Regions from separate parts of the Mus musculus genome. Here all the other regions are linked to region 1. A link is a contact called in public ChIA-PET, Micro-C and promoter capture Hi-C data. All regions are on one chromosome and are shown on one strand. The core of a region is the stretch at or near the end of the contact, and the rest is flanking DNA. Distances in the headings are between cores, read along the strand shown. Region 1 holds the start of Kdm7a (lysine (K)-specific demethylase 7A). Region 2 holds the start of D630045J12Rik (RIKEN cDNA D630045J12 gene). Region 3 holds the start of Zc3hav1l (zinc finger CCCH-type, antiviral 1-like). Region 4 holds the start of Zc3hav1 (zinc finger CCCH type, antiviral 1). Region 5 holds the start of Ubn2 (ubinuclein 2). Region 6 holds the start of Fmc1 (formation of mitochondrial complex V assembly factor 1). Region 7 holds the start of Luc7l2 (LUC7-like 2 (S. cerevisiae)).

What was found. Promoter capture Hi-C pulls out the DNA fragments that hold promoters and counts their contacts. A called contact is a pair of places that touch in the nucleus more often than the background predicts. ChIA-PET counts read pairs in DNA pulled down with a chosen protein or histone mark. Capture Hi-C pulls out chosen DNA fragments and counts their contacts.
Region 2: a promoter capture Hi-C map of liver shows a contact between it and region 1, with 2.9 times the contacts expected there. The contact joins the promoter of D630045J12Rik here to the promoter of Kdm7a in region 1. A contact is called at or near these places in 2 of 39 promoter capture datasets (liver and pre-B cells).
Region 3: a contact with region 1 is called in a promoter capture Hi-C map of pre-B cells, with 3 times the contacts expected there. The contact joins the promoter of Zc3hav1l here to the promoter of Kdm7a in region 1.
Region 4: a promoter capture Hi-C map of liver shows a contact between it and region 1, with 2.5 times the contacts expected there. The contact joins the promoter of Zc3hav1 here to the promoter of Kdm7a in region 1. A contact is called at or near these places in 3 of 39 promoter capture datasets (the HPC-7 cell line, fetal liver and liver), 1 of 115 datasets of contacts at active chromatin or transcription factors (pancreatic cancer cells) and 2 of 9 other capture datasets (adipose tissue and liver).
Region 5: a Micro-C map of embryonic stem cells shows a contact between it and region 1, with 7 times the contacts expected there. The contact joins the promoter of Ubn2 here to the promoter of Kdm7a in region 1. A contact is called at or near these places in 1 of 39 promoter capture datasets (pre-B cells), 2 of 484 Hi-C or Micro-C datasets (both in embryonic stem cells), 1 of 115 datasets of contacts at active chromatin or transcription factors (pancreatic cancer cells) and 1 of 9 other capture datasets (liver).
Region 6: a Micro-C map of embryonic stem cells shows a contact between it and region 1, with 7 times the contacts expected there. The contact joins the promoter of Fmc1 here to the promoter of Kdm7a in region 1. A contact is called at or near these places in 3 of 39 promoter capture datasets (liver, neutrophils and pre-B cells), 3 of 484 Hi-C or Micro-C datasets (all in embryonic stem cells) and 2 of 115 datasets of contacts at active chromatin or transcription factors (bone marrow-derived macrophages and pancreatic cancer cells).
Region 7: a contact with region 1 is called in an RNA polymerase II ChIA-PET map of memory CD8 T cells, with 78 read pairs. The contact joins the promoter of Luc7l2 here to the promoter of Kdm7a in region 1. A contact is called at or near these places in 6 of 39 promoter capture datasets (erythroid cells, fetal liver, hippocampal neurons and 3 more), 2 of 484 Hi-C or Micro-C datasets (both in embryonic stem cells), 3 of 115 datasets of contacts at active chromatin or transcription factors (astrocytes, effector CD8 T cells and memory CD8 T cells) and 2 of 9 other capture datasets (adipose tissue and liver).

Annotation. Positions count from the first base shown.
Region 1 is chr6:39,205,314-39,208,307 of GRCm38.p6, forward strand. It overlaps Kdm7a (lysine (K)-specific demethylase 7A), which reads right to left and starts at 1,460. Exons shown (of 20, transcript NM_001033430.4): 1 at 1,128-1,460. The coding sequence starts at 1,321.
Region 2 is chr6:38,252,620-38,255,613 of GRCm38.p6, forward strand. D630045J12Rik (RIKEN cDNA D630045J12 gene) reads right to left here and starts at 1,520. Exons shown (of 20, transcript NM_194061.3): 1 at 1,249-1,520. The coding sequence starts at 1,390.
Region 3 is chr6:38,297,700-38,300,693 of GRCm38.p6, forward strand. It overlaps Zc3hav1l (zinc finger CCCH-type, antiviral 1-like), which reads right to left and starts at 1,560. Exons shown (of 4, transcript NM_172467.3): 1 at 1,165-1,560; 2 at 253-388. The coding sequence starts at 1,541.
Region 4 is chr6:38,353,000-38,355,993 of GRCm38.p6, forward strand. Zc3hav1 (zinc finger CCCH type, antiviral 1) reads right to left here and starts at 1,604. Exons shown (of 13, transcript NM_001347122.1): 1 at 916-1,604. The coding sequence starts at 1,223.
Region 5 is chr6:38,432,309-38,435,302 of GRCm38.p6, forward strand. Ubn2 (ubinuclein 2) reads left to right here and starts at 1,617. Exons shown (of 17, transcript NM_177185.4): 1 at 1,617-2,290. The coding sequence starts at 1,865.
Region 6 is chr6:38,533,333-38,536,326 of GRCm38.p6, forward strand. It overlaps Fmc1 (formation of mitochondrial complex V assembly factor 1), which reads left to right and starts at 1,529. Exons shown (of 2, transcript NM_025363.3): 1 at 1,529-1,678. The coding sequence starts at 1,541. It overlaps n-TRcct1 (a tRNA gene), which reads left to right and starts at 599; the gene lies at 599-671.
Region 7 is chr6:38,549,868-38,552,861 of GRCm38.p6, forward strand. It overlaps Luc7l2 (LUC7-like 2 (S. cerevisiae)), which reads left to right and starts at 1,467. Exons shown (of 10, transcript NM_138680.3): 1 at 1,467-2,041. The coding sequence starts at 1,981.

The sequences.
Region 1 (2,994 bases), core at 210-2,709:
CTCGTCAAGATACAACATACAACGGTGCCCAGAAAACCTGCCTCACCTAAAGGTGACCGCAGGCTTTGCCACAACACCCAAATAAGGACTTTGGGAGCCCAACCCCAACTAGTTTCTTTGTTTAAATGCCTGCGAATCCCTCCCACGCCGGAGTCAAGAGGCTCTGGCGCCGCCCTTTATTAGCCTCACACTTTGATTACAAAACACACGAGTCGGCGGCCTGGCTGCGGAGGCGGCCCGAGCTCTCCCAAACGTCAAACCTGCGGTGCGGCGGCGGCGGCGGCATCGGAGGGCATCGTCCGCCACCGCACCGCCCCAAAGTTGGATGGCCGCAGTGCCCAGGCCACCGCGGCGGGCCGTCCGGGTGTCGCCAGAGACGCACTCACTGTAAAGTTTGAGGCGCTACAGCGACGCCCGGGAGGGTCTGCGGCGACGTCCCCTCGGCCCGGCCCGCCCGCCCCCCCCCCCCGGCCATAGGGGGTGTGTTGCGGGGTGGGCCAGCGGCTGGCCAAACTGTGCCGTGACGGGGCCCCGCACCTCGCGAGTGCCACATCTGTTGCTCTGTTTACTCGCGCCCGTCGTCCCACCGCCCCGTCCCGCCGCCCGAGGAAGTTTGATAAAGAGAGAAGGGGGCGCGACGGGACCCGCGGCGGGGGCGACCCGCGACCGGACCGAGCCGCGGCCGCCCGGAAGCGCAGCAAGCGCGGCGGCTGGCGAGGGCAGGCACGGGGCGAAGGGAGCCCGGGACACAGCAGTGGGCGGCAGCCAGGGCGGTGGGGGGACCGCGGGCTGCGGGCCTGCCTTCGCTCCTCCGCCACCCGAGCCGTGCCGCCCACCGCGTCCCCTCAACCGGGCTTCCCCTGCCAACTTCTCTGCCGGCCCCTTTGTTCCTGTTTGTTGTGGCGACTCTTCGCCCGGGCCGGCCGAGCCCACCGGCTCCGTTCCGCAGCCTGCCGGGCAACCGGGGGCCCCCGCTCTCGCCTCCACCCGGCCCGGACACTCGGTGCCTAAGAGTCGGGACGTGGGGAGCGACGCGGCAGCCGAGCCCGAGGGAGGCGCAGGCGGCAGCGGCAGCGGCTGGTCGGTGACCGCAGGCGACGGCGGTGGGACTGAGGGGGTTTATTTACCTGCCGTGGAACCAGTCCTTGCAGACATCGCACTCGATCATGAAGCGGTTCACGTCGTACGGCTGCCGGCATACACAGTACACGGGCGGAGGCGGAGGGGGCGCCGAGGCCCGACCCGGAGCGGACACCGACCCCGCTGCCGCGGCGGCTCCAGCTGCTGCTCCCGCGGCCACCGCCGCCGCCGCTCCGGCCATCTTTAAAAAACACACACACACGCTCGCTCCTCCGCTCGCTGACTGGAGCGAGCGCAGCCGCCAGCCAGCGCCGCCTCCTGCAGCAGCCGGAGCAGCAGCCCCGGCGGCGGCGGCGGCGGCAGCAGCAGCGGCGGCGGCTGCGGCGGCGGCGTCTTAGTGCGCGCGCGCGAGCGAGCAAGGTCGCGGCTCAGGGGCGGGGGCGGCGCGCGCGCGCGCGACGCGCGAGGCCCGTCGGCTGCTTCCGGCGCTCAGCGCGGGGCCGTGCGTCCCGCGCACGTTCTCGGTCTCCGCGCGCGCTCCCTGGCACCTTCCGCGGCGACCTGCGCGGCGACCCGCAGCGGGGCTGGCGGTCCGGGGAGGGGGCGGAGACGCCGTGAGGGCACGCGCCGCAGTGGCGGCGGCGGGCGCGCGACTGCAGACGGAGGAGGAGGAGGACGGCGGGAGCGTGCGTGGAGCGGGTCTCGCCGTCCTCACTGCTCCCCGAGTGGAAGCCCAGGCTCGCGGGGGAAGTTCCTGCCGTGTGAAAAGGTGGATGCTGTGGCTGTATTCTGAGGCGGAGAAGCTCGGAAGTTTCAGCCCTCCAGGGTCGCTTCGCTTCGCGTCACTTAGCAGCCGCCCACTGAGGATGCCACCCCCGTCCTGCGTGGGCCCCGACCGGGGTGACACGTCAAGCAGTTGTGCCTCCCGAGGTGGAGGAACGCCTTGTGAAACGCACTCAAACTTCCGAAAGCGTCGCGCCCAAATTCCCAGAGAGCAACTTGGAAATCTGTGTGTTGATTGGAGCCGCTGTTGTGGGGGGGGGGAAGAACGTGGTCTCCAGGAGGAATTCCGTTAATATCTGTCGCCAAGGGGGAACCAGGCTTGAGATGGGGTTGGTGAGAGGAATGAAGAACCGGTGTTTTTATAAATAACACAACTTGGCTGTGACTGCTCTGCTCTGCTCTGCTAATTGGGGAAGTGGGGAGAAAATTTTGAAACGTCTTTTCCCTGGGAAGGGAGATGCTACCAAAAAGAAAAAAAAAATCCTTTAGGAGTTCTCTGCGCAACACAGGCCATCACTGTTTTTTTAGTCAAAGGTGAAGCTGAATCAGATGTGAGGTGATAAACTGAGGAATAAAACTACCCAACAAATTTAGAATAGAGAAAAGTGAATAGAATGTTAAGGATTATCAAATCAACTTGGAAGCTGAATCTCTGTGAGCATTTATATCCAGAGAAAGCAATAAAGCTCCCTGGGTAACTTATGTTTTGGAACATGAACAGGTGAGTCAACTCACCGTCCCCAGGCAGTGACGCTCCCTGGTTTAGTCTAGCCTTTATTTTTATTTTTATTTTTTTTCTTTTAGTGGAGGAAATCGAGTAAATTGCCACAATCTCAGAATTGGAACTAAACTTGTTTCTCCGTTATATGCCCAATCCTTTCTGTACTACACAGATGTATGTTTCTCACATACATCACAAGAAAAGAAAGGCCTGAAAATCATGGTTGACACAAACCCAATAAATTTGAAGCATATGTAATTTTAGTATCGTGGCTCAACAAATTCCTGAAAGATCTATTAAAAATTATAGCTAATAATGCCTCTTTTAATTACCTCACTCAGGCAGAAGAGAAAAAGGAGGGAAAGAAGAAAAGCAAAAGGAAGTTATTTATTTAATGTGTCTTAAAGAGG
Region 2 (2,994 bases), core at 270-2,769, 950 kb before region 1:
GCAATTCCTCTCATCATCCAGGCGGTGACCTTGAGCAAGATGCTTCTGCCTCGATTTCCTCCTGATCGAGTGAATGGGTCCCAACCTGTGCTCCCTTAAGTCCGTTCCTCGCTTGTATTCCACCATCCCCTTTGTGGCACTAGTTATAATGCCCACAGTCGGGCCTAAGGGACACCTTCAAATGCGTTCTACTTCCTTCAAACCACTTGGCAGTCCTCTGGCCCTGCTCCCACAAGCAGGCAGGGTTCTGGGCTGCTTTCATGGCTTTTCTGTCTCTCCTGAGCAGTGAGAAGAAGCTCTCCACCTAAACTGCTCCTTTCTCCTTTCCTTTCCTACCCACAAAGCAACCAAGCACGTGTGGGCTGGGGCAATCACAGGATGCACTGTGTCACCTCAGAGATGGTCTCCAGTCCAGTGCAGTGCGTGCTCAGGATGGATAAATAAACATTTCGGGGAAGCAACATGAATTAAACCATTTCCTCAACAAACAAAACCCACCCACACGCCTCATAAATCATGTCTCTTAATCCCATGCTGATGAACAGTCACTAAATTGCATCTATTATAAAAACCAACCATGACTCCTTTCATGCCCTGACACTTCAGACTCAAAATATTTTCACACTCCATTGTAATGCCTTTGTGGAGGTAATACCAATAGCTAGTTCCCTGGAAAGATCCATGGCCAGGGCGCTTTCCAAGAGATTTTTTTCTTTGAATGTTCTTTGTGTCCTGGCGCACTGGGGGACACAGCCAGCTTGCTTGCATCTGGGGTAACACTGGGTGTTCACGGCAATGCACAACTGCTCTTCTGCACACACCAGATGCATCCCTTTGCCCCAACAATAAAAGTATCCCAAAACATTCGCTACGCCACATTCACACAACCGTGCACAAACACAATTCCAGTGCCTGCATTTTGCAAAGGGGAAAAAGAAAATAGGCATCTTCGGAGCAGAAACCACCAAACCCGCCTCGGGCAACATGGTTCACGGAAGACTAGGTTGCAGACCTTTTAGCAAGACCGGTCAGAAACCGCTCGCTCTTTTTTCCTTTGGATTTATTCCTCTCCTCCATGCCTTTATTTGCAGGGCCCAGGAAGAATAGGAAAGCATCTCCAGCAAGGAGGGCGAGGGAGCGGTGAAGAATAAAAGAGGATGGGCGGGTGGGGAAGCCAGGGGGTGACGAGCGCGGCAGAGAAGGCGGCCAGGGTGGCGGCCGCGTCCCGGGGGGCTCCGCGAGGCTTACCTGGGGCGCACGAGGCCGGCCCGGCGAGCAGCAGCAGCCAGAGGCCGGGGAGCAGCAGCCCCGGGCGGCGGTGGCGGGAGGAAGGCCCGCGGCCGCACCGCTCCGGCACCAGTGCAACCCTGGCGCGGGGCTCCCGCTCCATGGCCACGCGTCGGCTCCCCGACACCCCGGCCTCCGGGCGTGGGCGCGCTCAGGCCCGGGACGCCGGCGTCCGCTGCGGCGGAGACTGGGCGCCTAGCACCGGCGCGCAGCGAGGCCGGCGAGGCGGGGGCGGGCCGGGCCGGATCCGCGGACTGGGGCCGCTGCACGCCGGCCGCGCCGCTCCGCCCCCTCCCGAGCCTCGCAGCCGCTGCCGGGCAACGCACGGCCCCGCGCGGGGAGGCGAGCACCACCTCCCGGCCGGCCCGGCGCCTGCCTGCGGGCGGCCCGGCGGAGGGCGAGGCGGGACCCGGTCCCCGCCCTCCCACAGGACCCGCCTCTCAGGAGGGCGCCCGGGACGGCGCCGCCCCGCACCCGCACCCCCGGGGCCCTAGAGGAACGGTCGCAAACCGGGTGATTCCGGAGCACGCTCCTCCCGAGCCGCCCACGCGGGGCGGGCAGCAGGTGTGTGTGCGGGGCGGCCGTGGTCCCTGGCAGACCCCGGGCTGCTGAGCGGACAAAGCCGAGAGAAGTCGGCTCTCTTTCCCAGAGCCCGCGCGCTGGAAAAGAATGGGGAGGAGGCACACAGGGCTCAGCCCATCCTTTGCCTTTCCAGAGCTGTGCCACCTTGTTGGCAAAGGTGGGCCTTTGGTAAGACCTAGGCCTACTGCCCTGAGCTTAGTGAGTCTTCAGAAAGGGGCTACTGAAGCTGAATCAAAGTGGACAGACACAAACACACAGATCCAGGCCTTATTTTTTAAAAAAGAAAGTAGCACCAATATATGATGAAAAAGACCTTGTTGGGGGTTAGTTTCCTGGGGAAATGGGGGTGTGGATGGGAGTTAGCATGTGTCTCTGTGCTAAGAGCCAAGTGCATTAACTCTGAAGGCCGAATAAGGTTGGAAGGTCCTAGAACACACTACAATTTTGGACAGTTGTATTTCAGAGGTTGCACCAGCCGTGGTCTGCAAGCCGTGCATAAGAGAAGTATCTTGTTGAGTGAGAAACTATGACAGACAGTGGGAAATGTCAGCCATCCAGACTGGCCAAGGATCAAGGTTGCTCTTCAGTGAGGTAGGCAAAAGACCCAGAAAGATGCTACCCAGTTTTGCTGGGCAAACTCATCTATCTAGGCAAAGAATCAGAAGTTCCTGTTCTGAAAAAAAAAAAAAAATAGGCACCTGTTAAATTTCAGGGAAGATGAGAATCTAGGTTATAAGCTTTTGTTGATGACCCTAATTTTTGCGTTCCATTGTGTCACTTGTCATAAGCAACCCCCATACATTGCTCTCCTGCTCCCCCAGACATATACATTCTTGGAGTTGTCTCCAGCATACCCAAGTAGAGAGTTTGCTTGTCTGAGCATGTTTGCACCCTGACCACAATAGCCCTAGGTATGGCTCCCCTCTCCTCGCTTTTCTCTGAATTACTCACCTGGCCACGGGGCACAGCCTGGAGCAGCTCTTGACATTTAGTCCTATTGTGTTGTTATTTTTTATGAACTTGTTAGTCCACACATACACACACACTAAGTTAAAATGACGTTCTAACATGTTATCGCCCCACACAGGATCCCCCACGGCTCCAGGAAGATTTCATTATATATTT
Region 3 (2,994 bases), core at 310-2,809, 910 kb before region 1:
AAAAAAAAAAAAAAGCAGTTAAAATGAACATCTAAAGTGGTGGTGGGAGGTGGCTCCCTATCACCTTCGCCTTTGAAGGGGCGTGGATTAGCAGAACAGAAAGCTAGCCTCAGCTAAATGACAAGTTCACTAACATCCTGGGCTATTTAAGATCCTATCCCAACAAAAGAACACAAACATCGAGGGATAGACATCAGTGAGAGAAAGCCTTGCCACAGTTGATGGTAGGATGGCGACTTCTCAAGGACTCACCTCTGGGAAAAGGCAGGGGTCGTTCTGCAAAAGCAGGATTCGCAGCTGCCCTTCATTGAGGCCAAAAAGCCCCCGGCTTTTCAGGACTTGGACGTTGATAGGTGTGTGGATATCATGGGACAGAGAACAGGTAGACCTAGAAGAGTTCAAAGCAGTCAGGAGGCCGGGTCAAGAAGAGGGAAGAGGCTGGTGGGTCTAACTCTGCCTAGGGCATTTCCACTTCACAAGTGAATTCCCCAAGTACTAATAAAACAATTCGGATTGAGGCAACTCAGCTTCCAGGGGTCATTTCCCTGTTCTGTGAGTACCCTACCCTCAGGCTTTTTTGAGATTACTTATCTGTTTTTGTAAAGACTAAAACGTAATCTTCAGGCCAACAACAGCTGCTGGCCTCTCTTTGTCCACCAACACTACAAAGAAAGCACTAGAAAGCTTCCCGGATTGCTGCAAAGCACTGGGCTTGGGCTATGCAGCACTATGCCCTCACCCCATCCTGCCACCAGTTTCCTGCGATTGGACACCAGATTTTTAAGCGCGAAAGGGCTGTGGTTATGGAAGGAGGGAGAGAAGGGAACAGAAGTTCCGCGGGCCATAAAGCCCCCAGGTGTCCCTCAAGCGGCATTTGGCATAAGTGAATTCAAAAGTGGCAACACGGATTCAACCGGGCTGCTGTTGTGGAACATCCTAGCATCCTGGGACAGGGACAGCAAATTGGGGGGCGGGGGGGGGGTGAATAATAAACCTCAGTGGAGAGACCTTCCATATTATTTCTCTCGGCGACTAGGTGCACAGGGCGGCCAGCGCGAAGGCCTTTGTCCCATCCCACCCAGGCTCGCCGAGAAGCATCCGGAAGGCGCATCCCGCCCGCCCGCACCCACTGCCCCGCTGGACACTGAGGACTCCGCCCCTCACCAGCAGTCGCGGTGGGGGCACTTGCCCAGCATGTGGCGGCGACACAAGTGCAGCTGGTCGCAGCCCTGACACTCCCCGCGCTGGTAGCGGGCGCAGAGGCGCGCGGAGGACACGGCCATCACCCTGCAGGCCGTGGCGCCGCCGCCTGAGCCCGCGCCCGCGCCCTCGCCCGCCGCCACCTCGGCCTCTGCGTCCCACGGGCCGTCGCGCAGCTCCACCTCCTGCAGCAGGAAGCGCTCTGGACCCGCGCGCCGCAGCACGGCCCGCAGCTTCGCCTCCGACAGCTCCACGTGGCCGCGCAGGTCCTGCAGGAACATGCGGCCGCCGTGAGCACACAGCACCTTGGTGAGGAACGCGCACAGAGTGAGGTCCGCCATGGCCCGCCAGCGCGTCCCCGCCAGCCCGGGGCCTCCAGGCTCCTCCCCGCCGCGGCCCCGACCGGAGCCTGCGAGCTGTAGGGGGCCGGGCCTCAGAAGGCAGGGCCTGAGCCCCTGCAACATTCCTGGCTCCTGGGTTCCTGGCAGATACCGGATAACAGGGAGGGCTGCAAAGAATGTAAACTGCTGAAGTGGTTCTCCCAGCCTGGGGGCGCGCGCCTGGAATGTTAGCTAGCACCTGGGAGGTGGGGGCAAGAAAAGGCCGAGATCAAGGCCAGCGTCCTTTGCAAAGGGGAGTTGGAGGCTAGCCTGGACTACATGACACCCTGTCTCAAAAAACCTAGTAAGGAACCAGCACAGTGGGTAAAAACTTCCTAAGTGTTGGGGTCCATGAGTCGCCCCACGAGCTTACACAAACCCCGATTTCAGTCAGATAGGGATGGTTTATTGAACACACACCATAATACTGATCAATCAGCTCCATGCCTCAGATGGGATTGAGCCATGATATTGTTGATTTTTCTCTGTCAGCTTATAAATAAACATTTTTCCTATTGTCAAATTGGTGACAATATACATAAACACCCACTAAACCTAAAAGGATTTTCCTTCCTAACAATGGACAAATTCCTAGCGTATTATTCCTCTACGGAGTGGTCGAGAGATATTCTATGGTTTCGTCGCTATGATTCCTTAATGGAAAAGAACCCTGTTGCTCCTGTAGAACCTGCCTTTCCCTGTGTTCCCTCCCTACTAAGAAACGGTTTACATGGAATCCTTATCTGCTTACCAGGGAGCCCAGCCGAAAATGTAAACTGAGAAGTGGTTCCTTGGGATTACCTTGTAAAGGGTCTGCTCTCAAACAATCCTTCTCTGTTTGCCTCTGAGAGAAGCCGACCTAAGATACAACTGAAAAAAGAAAGATTCAAGTTGAGAAAGGGGTTAGAGAGGAATGAAAACCACATGCACACAGAGAGAAGAGACGTTCAAGCAAGATAGAGATAGGGAAGAATTTTACTTCAAGGGCACTGATGTTGTAAGCAAGTGTATCCAGAAGTTTAATAAGACTGATTCTGTATGTTACAGAATAGATGGACTGGGAAGACAGCCCAGTGGATAAAACACTTACTAGACAAGTGTGAGGCTGGAATTTGAATGCCCAGATCCTATACAAATACAGGAAGATGTGGGGGCCACTTGTAATGCAAGCACTTGGTAGGCAGTGGCAGGATCCACAGGGGCAGCTAATTGGCTAGACTAACCAAATGGGTGAGATCCCGACTCAGCCAAAGACCTTGCCCTTAGAAATATATTCAATTTCAGAATTCTGGATTGTAATTCATTCCAGATTAAAAGTCTGAATGAGTACCGTGAAAAAATTTGAAATTCTGCCATCTTTTCAGAGAGTTTTTAAATGCTAGAGGCCTGATATCATATAGGGGTATGGTAATTT
Region 4 (2,994 bases), core at 354-2,853, 850 kb before region 1:
GAACCCCAGCAAGTGATCCTTGTCTTGGAGAAATTTGGAAGACAGCAAAATAAAAGGACTTGAGCCAACCCTTGGAAACGCTTATGAAGAAGAAGAAGAAGAAGAAGAAGAAGAAGAAGAAGAAGAAGAAGAAGAAGAAGAAGAAGAAGAAGACCAAGTAGGACCAGAAGCAGCTGCCTGAGAAGTTAAGCCACATTATTTCATGCAATTTGAGACAGTGGGTCGGTTGCAAGAAGGGGGGGGGGTGTCGTAGTACAGGCCACCACGCATACTAGGAAGAAGGCTGAGAGGCCACTATACCTTTAGTTATCTATCTGGCCAGGTGGAGAGACAAGGAGTGAAGGGTCACAGCGATCCAGGAGTTGGCGCACCCGAGACACAGGAGACTGGGCAGCACCGCTAGGATTCTGGGGCGATCGCAACATTCGAGGTACCAGAGTAGCAAGGAGAAAAAGGTGTGCCTGCAACTTCTACAAACTCTGGTTGGTGCAAACGTACTTTAATTAGGATTCTGGTGGGAGGTGAGAAGGGTAGAGAGGCAGCCTTGTCCGCCTTTCCAATAGCGCTTTGGCTACAGATTTTTCAACCTGGGGGTCTAACTTCACAGGAGTCGAATATGACCATTGGAAAACACAGATACTTGCATTACATTTCATAACAGTAGCAAAATTACAGTTACGGAGTAGTAACGAAAATAATTTTATGGTTGAGGGTCACAAACCTGAGGAACTGTATTAAAGGGTCGCAGCATTAGGAAGGCTGAGAACCACTGGTCTAGAGATTAGGAGGGATAGAGGGAGAAGGGGTTTGCAGCCGAGTGAGCCATATCCACCCGGTTCCCGCCTCCCCTAGGAAGCTGCCCCGCGGCGCCGGACTAGGCAATTAGAGAACCTTCCCCATTCCCGCTGCACTCACCGCTGGGACTGTGCATAGTGGCACCGGCCGAGCAGATTAAGCTTGCAAAGGTGCAGGCTGTCGCAGGGTCTCTGGCAGTACTTGCGACGGCAGACGCGGGCTCGAGTAGTAGCCACCACCGACCGAGTGATCCCGGCCTGGTCTCCAGTCTCCAATAGCACAAAGCGATCGGGCCCTGCTGCCTTCAGCAGCTCGTAGAGTTGCGCTTCGGGGAGGCTGATCTCACCCAGCAGTTCCTCCAGGGTCATGCGGCCCCCGTGAGCGCACAGGATCTTGGTGATGAAACAGAATACCTCGGGATCCGTCATGGCGCGCTATGGCTGCCGCTGCTCCGGCCGCTGCGCGGGACTCGGCTTCACGGAGAATCGAAACTTACGCGCGGTCCCAGGGGCGGACGCGGGCGGTGCCGCTCGCAGAGCAGAGCGGTTTCGCTTTCCAACTCCGGCGGTGGTGTCGCGAGGCCCGACCTCGACGACGAGGTCCTGGGGTCAGATTTAAAGTCAGCCGCGCGGGAGAGCGAATGGGAAGCGAGCGACGTTAGGCGGGCAGGTCCGCCGCGGCGCGGTACCCTCGGTTCCAGGCTAGACGTGAGGTCCCCCGAGCTCGGGACTGCAAGGCTGCTACCAGGAAGAGAGGAAGTAAGGACGTTCGTGAGGCTCGGGTGGAGTTTTGATGAGCCTGAGGAGAGTGACGCATCCTGGGGGGCCCACTAGAGGCGTCCTCAAATCAGCCCCACCCAGCCCCGGAAAGAGCAGACCTGGTGAGCGCTTCCTGTAAGCGGGACTCTCCGCCGAGTGTCGTCAATGCTCGCCACCACCTTAGGACATGGATATTATCCGAACTCCGCACTTGGGGAAATAACTTGAAGGAACAGGTGGAGCTCGGATGACCGAGGTTCTCGAGAGTTTGTTTCCGGGCCTGATTCCGCGGCACCAGATCTAGGATTACGCACTTTCTACCCAGTGCCGAGCCCCTCTTAGAGGGCGGTGATTGTTACTCTCCCTGGTTTCTTACGTAGCCTTCTCCAGAGCTATTTGAAGACCCACTCTTTGATCCTTTCTGGCCTTGCTAACTTAAAATCTCCAATTTTGGTGCCTCAAACCAACTGCTTAGAATGTCTTCAGATTTCCCCCACCCCTCCCCCCTTGGCATGAAGATGATTTTTAAGGTAAACCCTTACCTTACCGTAGAGTTACTGTAGAGACAGAAGGAAATAATAACTAGATTTCCCTTTGAGGAAAGCAAAGGCTGATGAAATTAAAGAGCCATCCGTGTCCCCAGGGAGCTTTCCGGAAGATTCTGCTGCTCCAAACATTAGCATTAAAAAAAAACTCCGATTGTCCTTCCAGACTCCGTAGTGAAACACACTCACCACACACAAACCTTATACGCTCTTCGGCCTCCTCCCCTTGTTAAATTGTGACTTTAAAACTTCTTTTGCACAATTGTGTTTAGTTTGTCTCATCTGTATTCTCAGCTAATTTGCAGGCCAGTAAACACTAGACCCAAATTAGAAAAAGAAAGGGGCTTTCCTTTCAGCACTCAGAAATGAAATGAATGGAGCGCTCACCGATCAGATGGGAACCCTTTCTTTAAAATCTGCAGGCACGGTGCAGGAGAAGTGTGCACTGCGATGCTTTCAAACTTCACAAGAGGGAGGTGCGAGTGACCCCACCCACTCAGACAAACACACGCTAAAATAATATTAAAAGCTTGGCGTGGTGAAGGCATGCCGGTAATATCAGCACTTGTGAGACTGGGGCAAAGGGATTATTGGCCAGGAAGATAATTGAGCAGGTAAAGGCACCAGTTGCTAAAACACAGGACACTAATTTGACCCCCAGAATTTCCCCACATGCTGGGAGAGTTTACTCTAGCAAGTTGCCCTCTGACCTCCACAACACTCTTTCTCTTCCTTCCTCCCTCCCTCCTCCTCCCCCCTCTCTCTCTGATAAATGTAATTTAAAATTTAAAAACAAATTCATAAGAAATAAAGTCTTTCAAATTCTTCAGAAACCCGAATGAGAATCCCTCTGGTGTGGTACGCACAGCCGCTCTCTCTGACTCACTGGAACGGTG
Region 5 (2,994 bases), core at 367-2,866, 770 kb before region 1:
AAAAAAAAAAAAGAAAAAAAGAAAGTGTTCCAAAAACTTTAATTGCCCATTTTAAGATGGCAGAAACAGAGTCTGTGGGCAGAAAGGTCACTTCAATCCAAAAATAGGAGACCCAAACAGAACCAGGAGCAGTGGAAGGAATGTTGGAGGTAAAATATAGTGTCAAGAAAATATTGCAGCATTGTAAGGAAGAAATTCATCATCTTCCTCTTTTTTTTTTCTTGTTGCTGCTGCCAGTTTTTTTTTTTTTTTTTTTTCCAGACAGGGTCTCACTATGTAGGTCTGGCTGTCTTAGAAGTCACTAAATAGACCAGGCTGGCCTTGAACTCATAGAGATCCGCCTGGCTCCAGAGTGCACCCACTTCCATTAAGAAGTGTTAGCTGGCCGGGCGTGGTGGCGCATGCCTTTAATCCCAGCACTCGGTAGGCAGAGGCCAGCCTGGTCTACAGAGTGAGTTCCAGGACAGCCAGGGCTACACAGAGTAACCCTGTCTCAAAAAACCAAAAAAAAAAAAAAAAAAAAAAAAAAAGAAGTGTTAGCTGACCTGCAGTTGTCTATGTGGACCATGTTGAAATGTAACAGCCTGTATCTTCCTGACACTAAAGGGATACATCTCTACACCTGGCTTAGAGCTAGCACAATCTTTTGGGTTGAACATTCCATCACCATTTGGTACACCTTTGGAAAGGAATAGAAGAGCAAATATTAAAAACGTCTGTGACGACTCTTTGACTCAGCTCTTCAACATCTAATATAGTTGATGCAATTAACAAGCTTGGGTTTCCTTGAGGATGCGGCAAGGGAGTCTTTCAATTCCCTTTCTATTGAATAGATGAAAAGGGCTAGTAATTCTCGTCCGTTAAAATCTGAATTCCAGTTCGTTTCCCACGATGCTCCAACGAAGCCTAAGCAACGCTCCTTCCCACTCAAAGATGAGCCGTGAATTTTCTTCCCCCGGGAGCATGTCCCCTAAAATAACACCAAAGGCTGCCAAGACGTTCAAGTCTTCAAGAACTGTTCCTTTGCCAGTTCAATTTCCCAACTGAGGCGCGTCACTGAACGTCTCACCGCCATGCGCAAAGCGGCTAGGAAGAGGTGTGGGAGGCAGCGGTGTGGGAGGCAGCGTAGCGCTTTCGGGAGGGGTCTGAGGAGAGTTTAGTTTTCGCCTTTCTACCCTGGACACCTCAGGTGACGGGACAACAGACCGGCGGGCCCGGCGCCGGGCCGCGAGCCCCTCACCCCTGCCCTGGGTCCGCCTGGAATCCTCAGCTGACAACCCTGTTCCCCAGCGCCGAGAGCCAGAGGCCAACGTCGGGCGGGACCCGGCGCCATGACTGTGTCGGTCCCAGGCACATCGCGACGCTCACCCTAAGGGATCGGCGAGCGTGCCTCGGTTTCCGGGCGAGAGGAGGAAATCACTCAGGGAACCCCAAACCCCTCCTTTGAAAGCAAAGCAGAGAGCGTCCCCGTTGCCACGGAGACAGGCCTGTCTGTGACGTCACTTCCGCCGAGCTGTCTGGCCTCCAGACTGTTGAGAGGAAAAGGGGAAAACTGAGCAACAGCCACGACTGTGGACGCGAGCGTCTCGAGTGTGCGCATGCGCCCGCTCAGCGGCCTGCTTCTATTTATGTGGGGGATCCAACATGGCGGCTGCGGCGACCCTGGCGATGGCGGTGGAGCCCATCAGAACGTAGTAGCGGGGACGGGGACCCGGTCCGCACTCACGGTGGCGTCCGCGGGGACAGCTGAGGGTGCTGGAGGGAAGAAAAGTGACGGAGAGCAGAAGGAGAGGCGGGCAGGCGCGCCGTGCGGCGTCGAGGCGAGAGCCGGCTCGAGCGAGCGCCGAGGGCCAGAACAGTGGGGATGGCGGAGCCGCGCAGAGTCGCGTTCATTAGCCTGTCACCGGTGAGGCGACGCGAGGCCGACTTCGCGGGCGCCGAGCGCGAGCCCCCCCGACTGGAGCCGCAGCCGTACCGCGAGCCGGCCCGGGCGGAGCCGGCCCCCCGCGCTGACGCGCAGCCCCCGGCGCGCGACAAGCCGCTCCCCCAGCGCGAGGTCAGCCGCGCCGAGCCGCCCATGGCGCTGCAGCGCGAGCCCCCGCGGCCCGAGCCGCCGCCGCCGCCGCTGCCCCTGCAGACTCCCCCTCCGCGGGAGTCGGCTTCCCGGGCGGAGCCGCCGCCGCGACCGCCGAAGGAGACGGTTCGCCTGGAGCTGGTGCTCAAGGACCCCACGGACGAAAGCTGCGTGGAGTTCAGCTACCCGGAGCTGCTGCTGTGCGGAGAACAACGGGTACAGAGGGTCCCTCCCTCCCGGCCGCCCCACAGCCCGGGCGCCTCCGGACCCGCCGCCTGCCCGGGCTGCTCTGCACTTCGCTCGCCCCGGGGGTGGGGTGGCGGGGGCCGGGCAGCTAGACGGGGCGGGAGCTGCGCGGCTCGGCCCTCCTGGGTGGCCGATGCTGCCCCCACCACACCGCGCCGAGCCGGTTTTCCTGTGCACCTTTCGAAACCTCAGCTTTTTCCTCCTTTTCCTTTCTGTTCCCCACACCAAATCCCGAGGCCCTGTGAGCCGTGCGGCTAGCTTCTTGTGGCACTTCCATCTGTCGTTCCGGTAGAAGGGAAGCGAAAAAAAAACCTTGGGGGACACGCCCCCCGGTCTGAAGCGGAGAGATTGTGTGACCCCTTCTCGGCTCATCCTCATCCTTCCTCAACCCAGCTGTACCGTGCGCCAGGGCTGCTGAGATGGGCTCGTGGCCGGGTGGTTTATTTTCCTTGATTGAAGGGGATTTAAGAGAAATTAAACATTTTCAGAAACTAATGATTCCACGTTAGGAATGAAAAAGTGGATTCGTAATGTGGTTGCACTTGTGTTGGTAAATATTGTTAGCTTTGTGTGTGTGTGTGTGTGTGTGTGTGTGTGTTGAGTTTGTGCACATTGTCTTTGAATGGAAAGGTCTCTTGTCTTACCCGGTGGCTGCCCAGTCATATTATTTGAGT
Region 6 (2,994 bases), core at 279-2,778, 670 kb before region 1:
CAAACCTAAATTCTAATTATCCCTAATTTCTACTATAGTAGGCACTAATTTCGCACCGTCTTATACTTATAGCCCACTTGAAAATTCGAAAACTGAACCCCATTCTAATACATCCTTGGCTGCGGAAATGGCCTCAGCGCTGTAACCGGAAACAGAAACTGACCACTACCTAAACGCCACCTAACGACCAGCTAAGAGCGAAGACAAACCCTGAAAGTAGCCCAATCGGAAGGGGCTTGGCTTTTCCTGTTACAATCTGACAAAGAATAGGACCAGAGGGAGGCTCGAGGAACTGGTTTCCGCAGCCCGTTTGGCTCTGACGTCTCCCGGGCCCACTTTTGCGCAGGCGCAGAGCTACTACGCACAGAAACACGAACACGTAAGCAAAAGCGGGAGCCCGTTCGGCTTCGTGGCATCCACTGTTTGCAGGGTGAAGCGGTTGACTCTTGGCATCTAAACTACATTTCCCAGCAGGCATCCGTTTCACACTGAGGCTGAGTTTGGTTCTCTGTGATAGGGTAAAAACAATAAATTTAAGTGATGACGTACGAAACAGGAAATAACTTGATTATGGTGTTTGAGGACATCAGTAGAAGAAGCCCCAGTGGCCTAATGGATAAGGCATTGGCCTCCTAAGCCAGGGATTGTGGGTTCGAGTCCCATCTGGGGTGGTTCGTTTTTTTTTTTTATCTATTTTAACATCATCTAATTAGATGATTATTGCGAGTCAAACTTACTGTTTATTTTATGTATTTAGAGACAAGGTCTCTCTACCTAGTTCTGGCTGGGTTAGAACAAACTGCAGACCATAATGGTCTATGAGCTGTGAGATCCGCCTGCTTCTGCAGGCAGTGAAGGCGTGTGCCACAACGCCCGGCCATCTTGTTTTAAAACTAGAGAACTGCGGGGAAAAACAATCAAACAAAAAAAACAAAACGAAAAAAAAAAAAGCCAGGCGTGATGGCGCACGCCTTTAATCCCAGCACTCGGGAGGCAGAGGCAGGCGGATTTCGAGGCCAGCCTGGTCTACAGAGTGAGTTCCAGGACAGCCAGGGCTATACCGAGAATCCATGTCTCGAAAAACAACAATAAACAAACAGAAAAACAAAACAAAACTAGAGAACTGGATGTGAGGCTTTACTAGTAAAGGGGCTGCAGTTTGCCATACCAGGGTATGAGTTCATTTTCTTCTCCTAGGCTGCGGGGACCATAAAGTTGGAGGTCGGTACGTTTAATTTTGACATCCCTGGTAGAAACAGTAAGATCTTTTTGGCGTGACCTATGTCCAGACATCCACATACTCTCCTGCCAGACACCTTTCCTCAGAGACTCGGCGGCCATCAGCTTACGGCAGTCCAAAGGGACGCAGTCAGAAGGGCCGAGAGGATTCGGCACCTTCCCTTGCTCTCCTGGTCCCCTGAGGTGCCTGTCACTCGCGTTTCCCTCCAAGGGTGGTCGGTAGAGGGCGCTGTGGGGCGGAGTGGGCGGGGGAACACCTCGCCCGAGGCAGTGAGGGACCAGGCTCTCCAAGGACAGAAAAATGGCGGCCCTGGGGTCCCCGGCGCGCACTCTGCGGGGCCTTCTGAGGGAGCTGCGCTACCTGAACGCGGCCACCGGGCGGCCATATCGCGACACAGCGGCCTACCGGTACCTCGTTAAGGCTTTCCGAGCACATCGGGTACGGCATCCGCGGCTGGGTGGGCTCCAGGTCGCGGGAGGGCGGATGAGGGGGCGGTCTGCGCAGGTGATAGAGGGTCTCAGGACAAACGTGTCTGAGTCACCCTGTCCTCCACCTGCGGGTCTCACCACAGACTCCAGCCCTTCGGCTAACCTGCGGTCTGAAATCCCCTACTGGCCCAGAAGCCGCGTGGGGCGCACCTTCCTAGGGACTTCGTATCTGCCACCCACCGGGGTGGAGCTGTCTCTGACGATTTCATTGGTTTGTCTGGTGCATGGGGTGTGGAATGGAGTAAGGAGCGGGCGTTGTGTGAAGTGGGTCCTAGGGGTCGTAAGACTTAAAGGCGTAAGGGTACAAGCATCCCCTCTCCTCATCCTTTCTACATTAAAGTTTTAATAGGAAGCAGTGTTTTTGTGATTTGACGGGTGTGTGTGTGTGTGTGTGTGTAGGTGTGTGTGCGCGCGCCTGCTCGCGCGCGTGCTTTTGCTTGCTTGCGTGTTGGTGGGGAATGAAGATACAGAATTTCAGCATTACTCTGGCTGACCTGGAATTTGCTGTTTAGACCAGATTGACCTTGAACTCACATCTGATTGCCCTTTTCTCCTGAGTGTGGGGATTAAAGGCATGGGCCAGGCAAATGCAATTTTTAAGGCAATTTAGTGGGGAATATTCAAGAGTTGAAGAGTGGTACTGTTTTATTTAGTACTAGCCTTTCACCACTGAGGAAAGCAATATCTTATATTCTATGGAGATGTCACATCTTTAGCCTTCTGCATGACAGGATACATGACATGTTTTACTGGTGTAACAAACATAAACATACAGAATGCTATCCTTGGGAAGTGCCATTGTGAAATCCACAGTTCATATTCCTCTTAGAAAGGAATGGAAGATGGTTAATTTTCCAAATGTGGTAATGCTCAATTCTCTGCCTTTTGGACAAGATCAAATACAAACACTAAGGCTCGGGGACAGTCACCTGCCCAGTTCTGCTTGATCAAGCATGGCTACAATTTAGGGGAATGGAAACTTAAGTTCTTGAGCAATTATCTTAACTACAGAATTTGAGCATTGCAAAACTTTAGAACTAAAATTCACTTATCTTTTAAAAAGTTATGTTAGGTACTGTGTATTAAGAACTAGGGCCAAATATCAAGAATAAGATGTGGCAGGTGTTGGTGGAACATGTCCTTTAATCCTAACAATTGGGAGGCAGAGGCAGGTGGATTTCTGAGTTTGAGGCCAGTCTGGTCTACATAGGGAGTTCCAGGACAGTCAAGACTATATAGAGTATCCTTGACTCTGAGAAAAAACAA
Region 7 (2,994 bases), core at 217-2,716, 660 kb before region 1:
TAGCAGGCAGTCGTCTATACAGCTGGGCTCACAAATGGAAGAGGAGCAGGTGCCCACCTTGGGCTTCAAGCACTTCACTGGGTAATATTTGTGTCTTGAACCAGAAGGCTGAGGAATTTGGAGAGAGGGTAATGTTAAAAATTGGGAAGAAGCTGGGTGTGGTGGCGCACGCCTTTAATCCCAGCACTTGGGAGGCAGAGGCAGGTGGATTTCTGAGTTCGAGGCCAGCCTGGTCTACAGAGTGAGTTCCAGGCTACACAGAGAAACCCTGTCTCGAAAAAACCAAAAGTTGGGAAGAAAAAGTGGAGAGAGACGACATGTAATTAAAAAAACAAACAAAAACCCAAACAACAACTAAACAGTTTTATGCTAAGTTGGCAGCTCAGTTTGTCTTTTGTGTCAGGGTGATGCCTAACTTCTGCAGAGGTGAAAAATGTCTCCATTCCTAACCTATGCTGAGTCTCCGGTATTCTCACTTTTTAAGGCTATTTTTCTCATAACATTGACACCCTGTCTCAAAAACAGTACTCTGAATAATTGTGTTTTTTTTTTTTTTTGGCAAGTTGCTGACTAGATAACGTAATTTGCATCGGCTCAGTGCCTAGTTAAACCTTGGAATTGTGATGATTCTTTCATATGATTTTAATATGAAGCTGGCGCTAGTTTGAAGTTTTAGTTCCTCAATGCATGGGCAATTATAATGAAACGGCAAAAAATATCCATAATTTCCCAGTTATTATCTAAAGTTGCGACGTTTCAGCTTAAAAGACTCGCCAGTTTTTTTTTCCTTTTCGAAAACCGGTAAGCAGCCGTGGCCTAAGTATTTCCCGTTGGCTCACTCTGGCCTCAGCCCCACCAGCCTTGAGATTAAGAAATCAACTACGGTTGGAAGGTCGCAGTCAGCAGGGCGTGGGAGTGCAGGGCGACAGTCAGCCAAGAACCCCACGGAAACGCTGCTCTGCATTATGGCCTGTCCCAAGCTCTCACTTTGCCCAGCTCCGAATTCAGACTAGCAGCTTCCAGCTGTCCTAAACGTAGCAGAAGGGGTCGGGAGGCCTGATTTCCACTGTGTTGATTTCGCGGTTTGTTTGCTTTTTCTTTTTCCTGAACCTGACATGTCCCGAACTCGGGCACTGATGAGGGGCAGTGGCCTGAGGATAAGGTTAGGTGTCCTCCGCTCGGGCTCGGGGCTCCCACGGGCTTGCGATTCCGCCAGCATCCGTCGGGAAAGCACTAACCCTGAGAACTTCTGTCGCACTACTTACTGCGACTCGCTCTAAGCTCGGCACTGGCTAATTTGCGGCTGGACGCCAGGGCGGCAAACAGCAAAGGCCTAAGTGACCTGCTGCTTAGACGCCCGGGGCCGAAGAGGCTTCGGAGTAGGCTAAAAAAAAAAAAAAAAAAAAAAAAAAAAAGAGCATCATTCTCGCGAGACTCAGCCTCCGAGAGGGGCGGGGTGAGCAGACGTGAACGCGCTCGGGAGCCGTTAGGGTGGGACCCTTCGTAGGAGGGGCAGGGCGGAGCGCAGCGACGTGGATGGCGATTGGCCGAACCCCCACGGGAAACGACTAGGCGCGAGCTGCGTGCGCGCTCCCGTCGCGGCGGCTGCGAGCCGCGTCAGAGCTCGCTTGCTGGGGGGGGGGGTTGACGGCTTCTGGCGGGTGTTGGTGTCGGGAGGAGGCGAGAGTCGGCTTAGCCTGTGTCGCGTCTGTCTCAGGAACCGGACGGAGAGTGAGGGCACCAGGGCTCACTCTCTAGGGGGGCTGCCATTTTCCGCGTTCACGCCGTCGTGAGGAGCGCAGCCCGGACTCTCCACGACCCCTCCGACTCCCTACTCGCGGGCCTCGAGGCCGCGGCGGCCACCGAGACAGCGCCGCACCTCCCCCACCCCTTCCCCTCGTCCCCCGCCCGCCAGGGCCCGGCCGGTGCCCCACCCCCGCCTGCCTGCCCGCCCGACCGCCCGCCCGCTACGCCGCCGCCATGTCGGCGCAGGCCCAGATGCGCGCTATGCTGGACCAGTTAATGGGCACCTCTCGGGACGGTAAGTCGCTGCCAGAGCCCTGGGGGTGGGGGAGGGGCCGTGCCTGGGGAGGGGGAGGCCTCCGAGGGAGCACTTGGGCGCGCGCGTGCGGCCGAGTAAGGGGTTCCCAGATTGGTAGCGCGAGGTCCCCCCCGTCTCTCTTCCAGTCCAATCAGGGCTTGGCAGGCGGTCTTGGGGGCGGTGACCGTGCGGATTGGCGGGAACTGCTGCCAATGCGGCGAGGCGGGGCCTGGGAGCAGAAAGGGGAGTTTGTGCCTTTTGCTGTTGACTTGGCGGGGTTGGGAGAGCCCAAGTCTGTCTTGGAGTAGTGGGGCGGTCAGTTTGACTATTGATCAGGGACCGGCGGGGCGCTCAGGTCTCCACCCCCAGCTCCAGCTCCTTTCCTCTGGGCTTTCGGATCACCCCTCGCCGCCGTCCTCTAGAGTGTGGAGAGAAACATCCCCTCCCTCCCTGGTCTTAACGAAACCACTACTAACCCCCAGTTCCAGGGACGCTTCGTCGAGCCCTTACAGAATCAACTTTTTTTTTTCGTGTGTGTGGAAAATCTGACCCAAACCATGGTTTCTTAAAGTGGGTGTGTTTGGCCCCATTTTGTAGAAGTGTTTAGGCCTATTTTTTTTTCCCACCGAGAGACCTCCATTTTGTTAGACCACGTATTAGAGACTTCAGTAAATATTGGCAAATTTTACCTGTGCTGAAAACAGAATCATTTTGGATATTTGATGCCCACTGAATTAGAATTGAAGGAAAGGGCTTTTAAAAATACAGTTAGATTAGAATCCTTAGAAAGAGTTATTTACGTGTTTGTTTCTAAAAATGATGAAATGTTGCTTTTGGGGGATAATTAACAATGTACTTTCAAATTAAAGTTCAGCACTTTCTTAAAAAAAAAAAAAAACAAGTCCAAATCCTGACTTGTAAAAACTCGTTTAGGCAAGTTTTTTAGCGATTTA